Linked DNA regions of Mus musculus: all the other regions are linked to region 1. The links are chromatin contacts, called in public Hi-C and promoter capture Hi-C maps. All regions are on one chromosome and are shown on one strand. Each heading gives the region's core, a stretch centred on a gene start, on an enhancer-like site or on the middle of the called end of the contact. The rest is flanking DNA. Distances are from core to core; before and after follow the strand shown. Region 1 holds the start of Fntb (farnesyltransferase, CAAX box, beta). Region 2 has its middle 16 kb from the start of Gm35240. Region 3 holds the start of Mthfd1 (methylenetetrahydrofolate dehydrogenase (NADP+ dependent), methenyltetrahydrofolate cyclohydrolase, formyltetrahydrofolate synthase).

Region 1 (2,712 bases), core at 127-2,626:
ATTGACTCAAAGATTAAAACAGTCCCTCTGCTACTAGGTGAATAACCATGTGTCCAATCCCTTGTTCTGTTATGAATCTTTAGGGCAAGAGAGATGGCTCAGTGGGTAGAGGTGCTTCCTATGCAAGCCTGCCAACTTCAGTTGGATCTTCCGAACCCACATATTGTGTGTCCTGGTATCAACACGTACAAACACATGCCATACACACATTCGCACACATAAAAACTGAAATTTTTATACAGTCATTATTTGCTGCTAGTTTTGCCTAAATAGAGGCTCACAGCTTTAAGATAAGATGAAGCCGGTCCCTCCACAGTTAAGCCTGAGTAGTGATCTTAGTAAGATCTTATTTTAGTAAGTGGCTGAATGCCTATTCCTTAGCGACAGGACTCATCCTGACCACTTCTAGTAACAGATGGGTAAACAGCTCTACAACAACCGATTTGGGAACAATTCCAAATGGAGAGTGAGAAAAATGTAAGCTATCAACTCACTACTCACACCTTAAAACACTTTTCAAAATGGCATGTCTGGTACACTCTAGGCCTTAGTGAATCACAAGCAGTTCAAACTCCATACTTTTTTGTGCTTTCCGAACTATACAGTTTTCCAGTCTGTCTTGCCCAACCAGGCTCTTGCCTAGGGGCTGTTATCTTTTTCTGTATTTCCAGCGTTCAACAGCAAGTGCTCAAATGGTTACCCACCACGAGGTAGGCCTCAACCTGACCCAATAGGTCAGAAATTAAATCGATTTAGGGATGACATGACCACAGTCCGGCCGTTCGATCCCCTAGATGTCCGGAAACTGCGAACATGTGAAGAAAAGTGAGCGGTCGGTCCTAGAACCTCAAGACATCTAAACAGAACGGAGCGGACTACCTGGTCCGCCCAGGCTGCTGTGGACTCCAGACACGAAACAAGATCCTTTACAACGTCCGAAGCAGAGAGATCAGGGGTACTGTCCTGTTCTCCAAACCCAGCCCTGACAACAACCCTCTCCTACCCAAGTAAGCCCCGAAAACGCTCCACTCGGAAGCCCCAGTCTGGGCGCCTAGAGCTCGGGGGCGGGGGCGCAGTGCACTACGGGAGTTGTAGTTCCATGGAGAGTTTTGCCCCGAGACGGGCTTACAAAAGGGACTCCTACTCCCAGAAGGCCCCGCGCGGGCGCCTCGCCCAGTCCTGCCACCTCACCTGTTCTATGGATGTGACTGTTTCCACTGAGTCGTCTTGCAACCGCTCCCGCACGTGCTCAGGTCTCAGACTATACAGCGGTTCTGACCAAACAGGGGAGGAAGATGGAGGACAATAATAGGTGAAGGAACTCGAAGAAGCCATGATCGGGAGAGCTGCGAGCGCTGTATAGGACTCAGCTTCATCCAGCAACAACGCGCATTGAAACTCGAGCGGGCTAAGGCGCTACGGAAAGTCCGTAGAGTCAAAAAGATTTTGAACGCGAATCTCTCCTCCCACCTACACATCTTCAAGAAGTGAGTTACTGGGATACTGCCGCCCCCCGTCGGACAGATGAGCTGCTGCAGGAGATCAGCTTTCTGGAGAAAGGAGATCTAGGATGCCTCGGTTCGTTATGCAAATAATAAAAAAGAAAACGTCAACGTTTCGCTCTCGCCTAATTGTAATGCAGTAGCTTGCGATTTCAGCTGTTCAAGAACCCTAAGAATGTAACCTAAAAAAAAAAAAAAAAAAAAAAAGCATTTCTGACATCTCTCTTGAGTACCTCAGTCACGCTATTAACTAATAGAATTACCATGCACCTTTGGGTCCTTGACAGCCTCTTAGGAGAAGCCTCAGCTTTTCTGTGCATTAGCAGAATTGCAGGTCTCAATACTCAGAGATAGAGAAATGTAGTACTGTAATTTTCTCCTTTGGAGGTTACAGTGCAATGGCAGAAACTAAAAGAAACTAAAATACCATAGAAGAAATGAGTGTAAATGCATCATCCAAAGAAATATCAACAAATATTCATGGAGCTCCTGCTACTTGTTCCGTGCCAGAGCCCAGGAATGCAGAAGTGAACAAAATTACAATGCCCTTTTCCTTAGATTACATCTGAATTTCATTTTTGAGGAATAGGCAGAATTAAATAAGTGAACATAAATATTTGACAGCTTCCAATTATGGTATGACAGAAAATAATAATAGAGTCAGGCCTGGACGGGTGGCTCAGCAGGGGCTGCAGCGCCACAGGATTCCAAGCAGCCACCTGGAGACTTACAGCCACCCATAACTCCAGGTCCAGAGGATCTGACGCCCTTTTCTGGCCTCCACAGACAACATACACACAAGTAATGCACATGTGCACATGCAGGCAAAATACCCATACACGTTTTTAATGTTACTGTTTCATATATATATACATACGTATATATTTGAAAATGATTTTTTCATGCAATATATTCAAATCACAGTTTCCCTCACCCAAATCCTCCCAATTTCCCCATCCACCCAACTCCACATCTTCTCTCTCTCTCTCTCTCTCTCTCTCTCTCTCTCTCTCTCTCTCTCTTCAGAAACAATTAAACAAAAAAAGGAAACAAACTAGAACTTTAAAGAAAAGAGAAGGCACAGTAAATACAGGCTCACACACAGAATGAAATTTTTCGAAATTAGAAAGGAAAGAAAATAAAAATGTCTTTGAAACTGACAGAAGAAACTGAGTTCTAATTAAATTTGGTGGCTGAGCCAGACCCTTCT
Region 2 (2,712 bases), core at 143-2,642, 700 kb before region 1:
AACATCTCTTTCCCACATCACAGGCTACTTGTTGCCATTGTTCTAACACCCAACCACAGAGTACCCCTAAGATCTTATGTGCTTCTATTAGACACTCGTCTAACCCATCCCTGGTGGGTACTTCCTGTTCATGGGCCCTGCCTAGTTGGCATGAATGTAAGGGACCATGTCTTACCTCTCTTTTGTACCATCCACAAACAGAGGGTTTTAAATTTTTGATCTGACTTAAAGCACCATTGCTTTTCTTCCCTGTAACATCTAACCCTGAGGTAAAATATTCATCTTCAAGTTGAATGAGCGTTCGTCACTGGATAGAGGGACATGATGGCAATGTCCTTTGGGATTTACTTGGCCACAGAGTCTTCCTTTTCAAGCAGGTGGCCATGACACGGATCCCTAGAGAAGGCATTCTGACCAGCCACAGGTTTTGGGTTGCTTTGCTCCTTTCTGCTAAGTACCAGCCAGTGGAAAACAGTGAAGTATTAAGCATTTTATAAAAATACTTAGGTTACCATGGAGAATAATAAAAGCATAATACTAATACCAAGTATTTGGGGGTCATAATATTTTCATCTTTCAATAGCTTGTTGATTGTGGGGCTGGAAATGGCCTAGAGATTGGATGTATTCTCATTTACAGGTGAGCCAAGAAATGATTCTCAGATACATAATATCCTGGGTGGCCCTCTTAGCTTGCAAGTGTGGGCCAACCCATTTCACAGGCAAGGAAACTAAGGCACAGCATTGGCTTTACCCAGGCAAGTGATTCCTTTGACACAGAGCAGAGCTGAATCTAGACTTCTAACTTTCCAATTTCTGGTCTGGTTTGCTTTCCACTTAGTCACTGCCCCTTTCCTTTGGCCAAGTAACAATGGGAAGGGCGTCCTAAGAGGAACCAACTAAGCACTATGACATTGCATCTGACCTTGGCCCATGCCAGCTTCTAAAAGGGTTATCTCTTTTCTTAGTGCTTACAGGCTCTGCTTCACTCCCAGCTCCCCCCCCCCACTTCCCAGAGTGCCTTGAGGCATATCGTGTGACAACCCTGAATACCTAATCATCTTTTAGAGACAGTTCTGAGCTGAGGGCTGAATAGCTCCCTGTCATTTTAATTAATGAAAAGAACATTGTCTGAAGCTCCCTACAGCAGCAATTCCCGTTTGTTGGAAGATGTTTTAGCTCTAAGTGGTATGAATCAAGATGCGGCCCTATTTGTCTGAAACTCATCAGGACTGTAGACCAAGTACGGCCTCCAGGGAGAGGCACCCCCTACAGAAAGACAGGAAGTACCTTCACAGATAGAAAGTACTTGGTGTCCTTGAGCATAAACAAGGAACTAGAGAGGGGACAAAGTTGGCCAGACATGACAGTCAACTCCTTAGCCGCTTTGCAGGCTAAGTCTGTTGACAGCTGCAGTTGTTGATTGTGGTTCATCACTTCCTATGAAGAACGGAGGACTCTGTGGTCCAGGCAGCCCAAGAACCTCAGACCTGCCTAGGAACTCTAGGCAAAGGGACCTTGCTGTCATTTGTTCCTGCTCGCCTGGCACCCACTGCCCTTTGCTGCTCCTCCCTCATCACTGGGATTGAATTGTTCCTTTATGGATGGATGGGGAGAACCCAGAAGGCTCAAGAAATTTGCAAGACTCAGCTCACAGAACACAAAACAGGGTTCACAAAGGCCCTTTCTTTGATGTTGAATAAGAGGTAACTGTTTGGGGAAGAGAGCCTTCTCAGTGGTGTGACTGCCTCTAAGTTGTGCCGAGAATTCCAAGGACGGAGTTTTCGTAATAATCACCCATGCTCCTATACGTAACTCCTTGTCTCATATTCTTATAAGTAACCCCAATTAACCTATTGGTTCACCAAGCTGGACTTGGATAGTGCAGCTTCTCTGGCAAGTTGTTGTTTGCTAGGGCAAATTTAAGTAAGTCCCCCCCCCCCCCCAGGAAAAATCACTGCTGAGTCCCATGGCCAGGACTCAGCTCTAAGGGCTTAACAACCAAAGAGCACCTCTAGAGTCCTATGAGACTCAATAAACTACCATTCCTTTTCTGGTATACCATTTGAGATTGAACAATATTTAATTGTCTTTGGCCATACTCCCTCCTCCTCTTGCCCTTATCACACTGCACTACTACTGTGTGTTTATGGCTCTGTCTTTCTTTTCACACTGGGCTTTAAGACTGGGGTGCCTTTCAGCCATTTTCCTATCAGCAGTTTCTAGCACAGTGCCTGGCATATGGTTAGTGCCCAGTAGGTGTGGGATGGCCAAGTGAGTTACAGGACACATATACAAACCATAAATAGCCATGTACATACCAAGTGCACAGGCGATTGTGCAGACTTGTGGTGGCTTTGCCCACTTCATGGCACCCAGAGGCTTTCCGGTAGCTATTGGTGAGGACAGAAGAACTCTATCTCTTAGATATTTCTGGTTGTACACAGGCAAATAATGCAAGAGTAATCAATCAGCCTGGCAGACATCGACAACAACCCGCAAGGTCAGGCTAGGAACGCAGGCAAGAGAGTTTCCCCTCCAGAAATGGGATGGTCCTCTGATCCCATCCTGAATCAGGGATGGGCTGGAAGCAAGGAGTTAGAGAAGATGGGGGCTGCACATCATTTGTGCTGTCACGTCTAGAAAATCAAAATGCCTGCTGCTCACCTGAAGTGACCGAAGACCTGCAGGCTGCCTGCAGCTGGTGCTTCAA
Region 3 (2,712 bases), core at 157-2,656, 580 kb after region 1:
TTAATAAATAACCAGATACCTAATGTCGGAAAAGCAACCTTCAGCAAGTTCACAAAAACAGACCTTTCTCTCTCCTCAGCAGTCCCCAACACTCACTCCCTAAACAAAAAGCAAGGAATGTAGCCCAGATGTTATGCACACTTTCGGGCTCCACACTTAGGGGCTCAATTCCCAGCCCTCTCTCCCAAACAGCAAAAGGGTGCTACTCTCTGGGACGACACTTGGCAAACATTCCCACTAGTTAAGCATTTAAATCTGCACGGCCAGAACAGGTGGTCTGACGGAATATGGAATAGGGTCAGCACACAAGAGCCAAACTGAAAAGTAACTTTAGCGCCAGGACGGATAGGTAGGCTGTTAAAGGGTAGAGCAAGCGAGCGCTGGCGTAGTAGCTGAGTGGTGCGGCGCTTGCCTTGCCTGTGCGATACCTTGGAAGTGAAGCCGGCGGGGTGAAAGAGAAAAAAAGACAGCATTTGGTGTAATGAGGAATGCGCTGAATTAGAGGAAACCCTCTAGGCCAGGTGTGGTAGCCCAAGCCATTAATCCCAGCACTCAGGAGGCAGAGGCAGGAGGGGATCTCTGTGAGTTCAAGATCAGCATGGTCTACAGAGTAAGTTGCAGGACAGCCAGGGCTCCGTGGAGAGACCCTTTGTCAGAAAACAAACAAACAAAAAATTAGAAAGAGACCCTCTCTCTGATTTGACCAATCACCCGTGTCAAATCTTGCCACAACCGAATCACCACCAAATTGCCAGACAAGCGGCTATGCTGGGTTTCTGAGGTTGGACTCCTCAGGTAGCCCGTGTCTAGGCAGAATGATGCCAGCAGCTACACTTTTGAGAACAAGGTCAGGTCAGGACTTGCCGCCAAACCTAGGAATGCAGCCACCCCAGGCAGTCTATTGCAATTGCACATTGGGCCGGGCATGTGTTTCTCTGGCTTCAGGAAACCAGTCTTCAGATTCTAGGAGCCCGTGTCGATGTCCTCTCTTCCCGCAAACCCCATCTAAGCACCTCTCCTGCAGAGCCCAGGCGCTTGGGGATCTGCACGCCCTGCTCTGAGCCCACCACCACTATCACTGGCAAGTACTTACGCAGAAACCAGTTTCCCGTTCAGGATTCCCGCTGGTGCCATGGCCTTTGCTAGTCTGCCACCCACGGTGAACACCAGCAAAAATCAGGTTCCAGTCGCTCCGCGCGCGCAGGACAGCACAACCCACGTGCTCAGGGACCTCCCGGGAGAAATCAGCTAGTGCGCCTGCGTCGCGCTCAGCAGCGAAGGTGCGCAGGCGACCCGGAAAGACGTCGTGACCCGCTGACAGAGGAGGCCCAGGAGCGTCTGCGGGAGCCGGTGGGCCCAGGCAGCAAGAGGGTTGTCACCAAAGACTGGTTGGCGGCAATGACTGGCTGCGGAAAGAGCCTGTGTGGAGCCCGCCTCTGATGAGCCGGGAGCTTCCCGCCTCGCTTTTAGCCAATCAGAGATAGTGTGTAGGGGGCGCGGTGGAACTGGGCGGAGTCCGGGCAGGAATGGGCCTGTCTGAGCAAGTTTGCGTGACCTAGGTTGCGGCGACAGAGTCCTGCAAAGCAGTGTGATTTTGGATCGTACTGGCTTCTCCGGGCAGGATCTTGGAGGCCTTAAGCTGATTCCGGCTACTGACCTGGAGCAGGCAATGCGGCTTTCCACGTTGTCATAGGCCCTAGCTTTCAGAGTGTGGTGGGGAACACCTGGGATAACTGCCTCTCTGTTACCCTCCTAGCAAGAGTGAGGCTATCCTTAACGAGGCAATTGTGTCCCTCTGGTTAGCCATCTGCGGAGGAAGCACTCCAGGGAATTGCTTTTCCACCAGCCAGAGTAGAAATTTGTTTCCGGGGAAAGAGATTTCAGAGATCACCTTGCAGGACTGAAGCCAAGACAGTAATGGACAGGTCCACACCTCGACCTTCACTGTTCAACTCTATATCAAGTCTGACTCTTTACTTAAACCTCAGTTTCATATTAGAACTCAGAAGATAAGACTTCTCTTTGTCCCTCTTCCCAATGTGGCCGTATTGAATAAATCTCCTTTTTCTATATCTTACCATTACTTGTTTAATCGACTTATTAAGGATGGTGACTAACCTGGTTTATTAGATTCTCAGAGCCCAGGGTCTGGCTCGCAATTCTAGTAACAGCAGGGACGATCAATCCACAGCCTTGACATAGAGACAAGTTCGCTACTACTGAACCCAGCCTTCCATAACTAAAACCTGCTATCCTCCCAGGGTTGAAGCCCAAAAGCAGGCTCAGCCCAGCAGCTAAGAGGGACCTCAGAGCAGAAGCGTGGGGCTTCATCAGCGTGAAGGGAGCAGAGTTCAGGACGAGTGATCCTCTGGTCTCAGCGGACCAAATCAGTATTGAAGCAGAGACTACTTTGTTCATCAGCTAGATGCCAGCAAGGCTGGCATCCCTCCCCATTTGCCCTGGTGCAGAAATGAGTTTGGCCATGTCCTCGGGAGCCTGGTGGTAGAGGAATACATCAGAGCCACTGCCTTGACTTTGCTTTTTCTGCCGCTGGAACTGGGCTGGATTCTTACTGTTGGGTTCGAGGTACAAGCCGAGAAAACTTATTTCAGACTCAGGAAGCTTAAAAATGAAAGCTTTATTCTCTGAGCGCTCAGGAAGGCAGCCAGTTCAGGACCTGAAACATGTCCCAGGAAGGATACTGTACAACAT

Evidence for each region. Promoter capture Hi-C pulls out the DNA fragments that hold promoters and counts their contacts. A called contact is a pair of places that touch in the nucleus more often than the background predicts.
Region 2: a Hi-C map of B cells shows a contact between it and region 1, with 11 read pairs. The contact joins the enhancer-like site here to the promoter of Fntb in region 1. A contact is called at or near these places in 3 of 484 Hi-C or Micro-C datasets (B cells, CD4 T cells and CD8 T cells), 3 of 115 datasets of contacts at active chromatin or transcription factors (memory CD8 T cells, pro-B cells and stem cell-derived neural progenitor cells) and 2 of 9 other capture datasets (adipose tissue and liver).
Region 3: a contact with region 1 is called in a promoter capture Hi-C map of fetal liver, with 7 times the contacts expected there. The contact joins the promoter of Mthfd1 here to the promoter of Fntb in region 1. A contact is called at or near these places in 8 of 39 promoter capture datasets (the 3T3-L1 cell line, 3T3-L1-derived adipocytes, fetal liver and 4 more), 2 of 484 Hi-C or Micro-C datasets (CD4 T cells and regulatory T cells), 4 of 115 datasets of contacts at active chromatin or transcription factors (the SCID.adh cell line, embryonic stem cells, memory CD8 T cells and 1 more) and 2 of 9 other capture datasets (adipose tissue and pancreatic islet).

What each region holds. Positions count from the first base shown.
Region 1 is chr12:76,836,131-76,838,842 of GRCm38.p6, reverse strand. It overlaps Fntb (farnesyltransferase, CAAX box, beta), which reads right to left and starts at 1,376. Exons shown (of 12, transcript NM_145927.2): 1 at 1,192-1,376. The coding sequence starts at 1,335.
Region 2 is chr12:77,535,976-77,538,687 of GRCm38.p6, reverse strand. No RefSeq gene overlaps it. Among named protein-coding and RNA genes, the nearest start is that of Gm35240, 16 kb to the left of the region's middle. Within about 2 kb of position 1,392, at least 57 of the 459 cell types and tissues checked have an H3K27ac peak or open chromatin away from gene starts, as enhancers often do. A contact at or near this core is called in B cells, CD8 T cells, memory CD8 T cells and 1 more, where this site is marked.
Region 3 is chr12:76,253,926-76,256,637 of GRCm38.p6, reverse strand. Mthfd1 (methylenetetrahydrofolate dehydrogenase (NADP+ dependent), methenyltetrahydrofolate cyclohydrolase, formyltetrahydrofolate synthase) reads right to left here and starts at 1,406. Exons shown (of 28, transcript NM_138745.2): 1 at 1,094-1,406. The coding sequence starts at 1,134.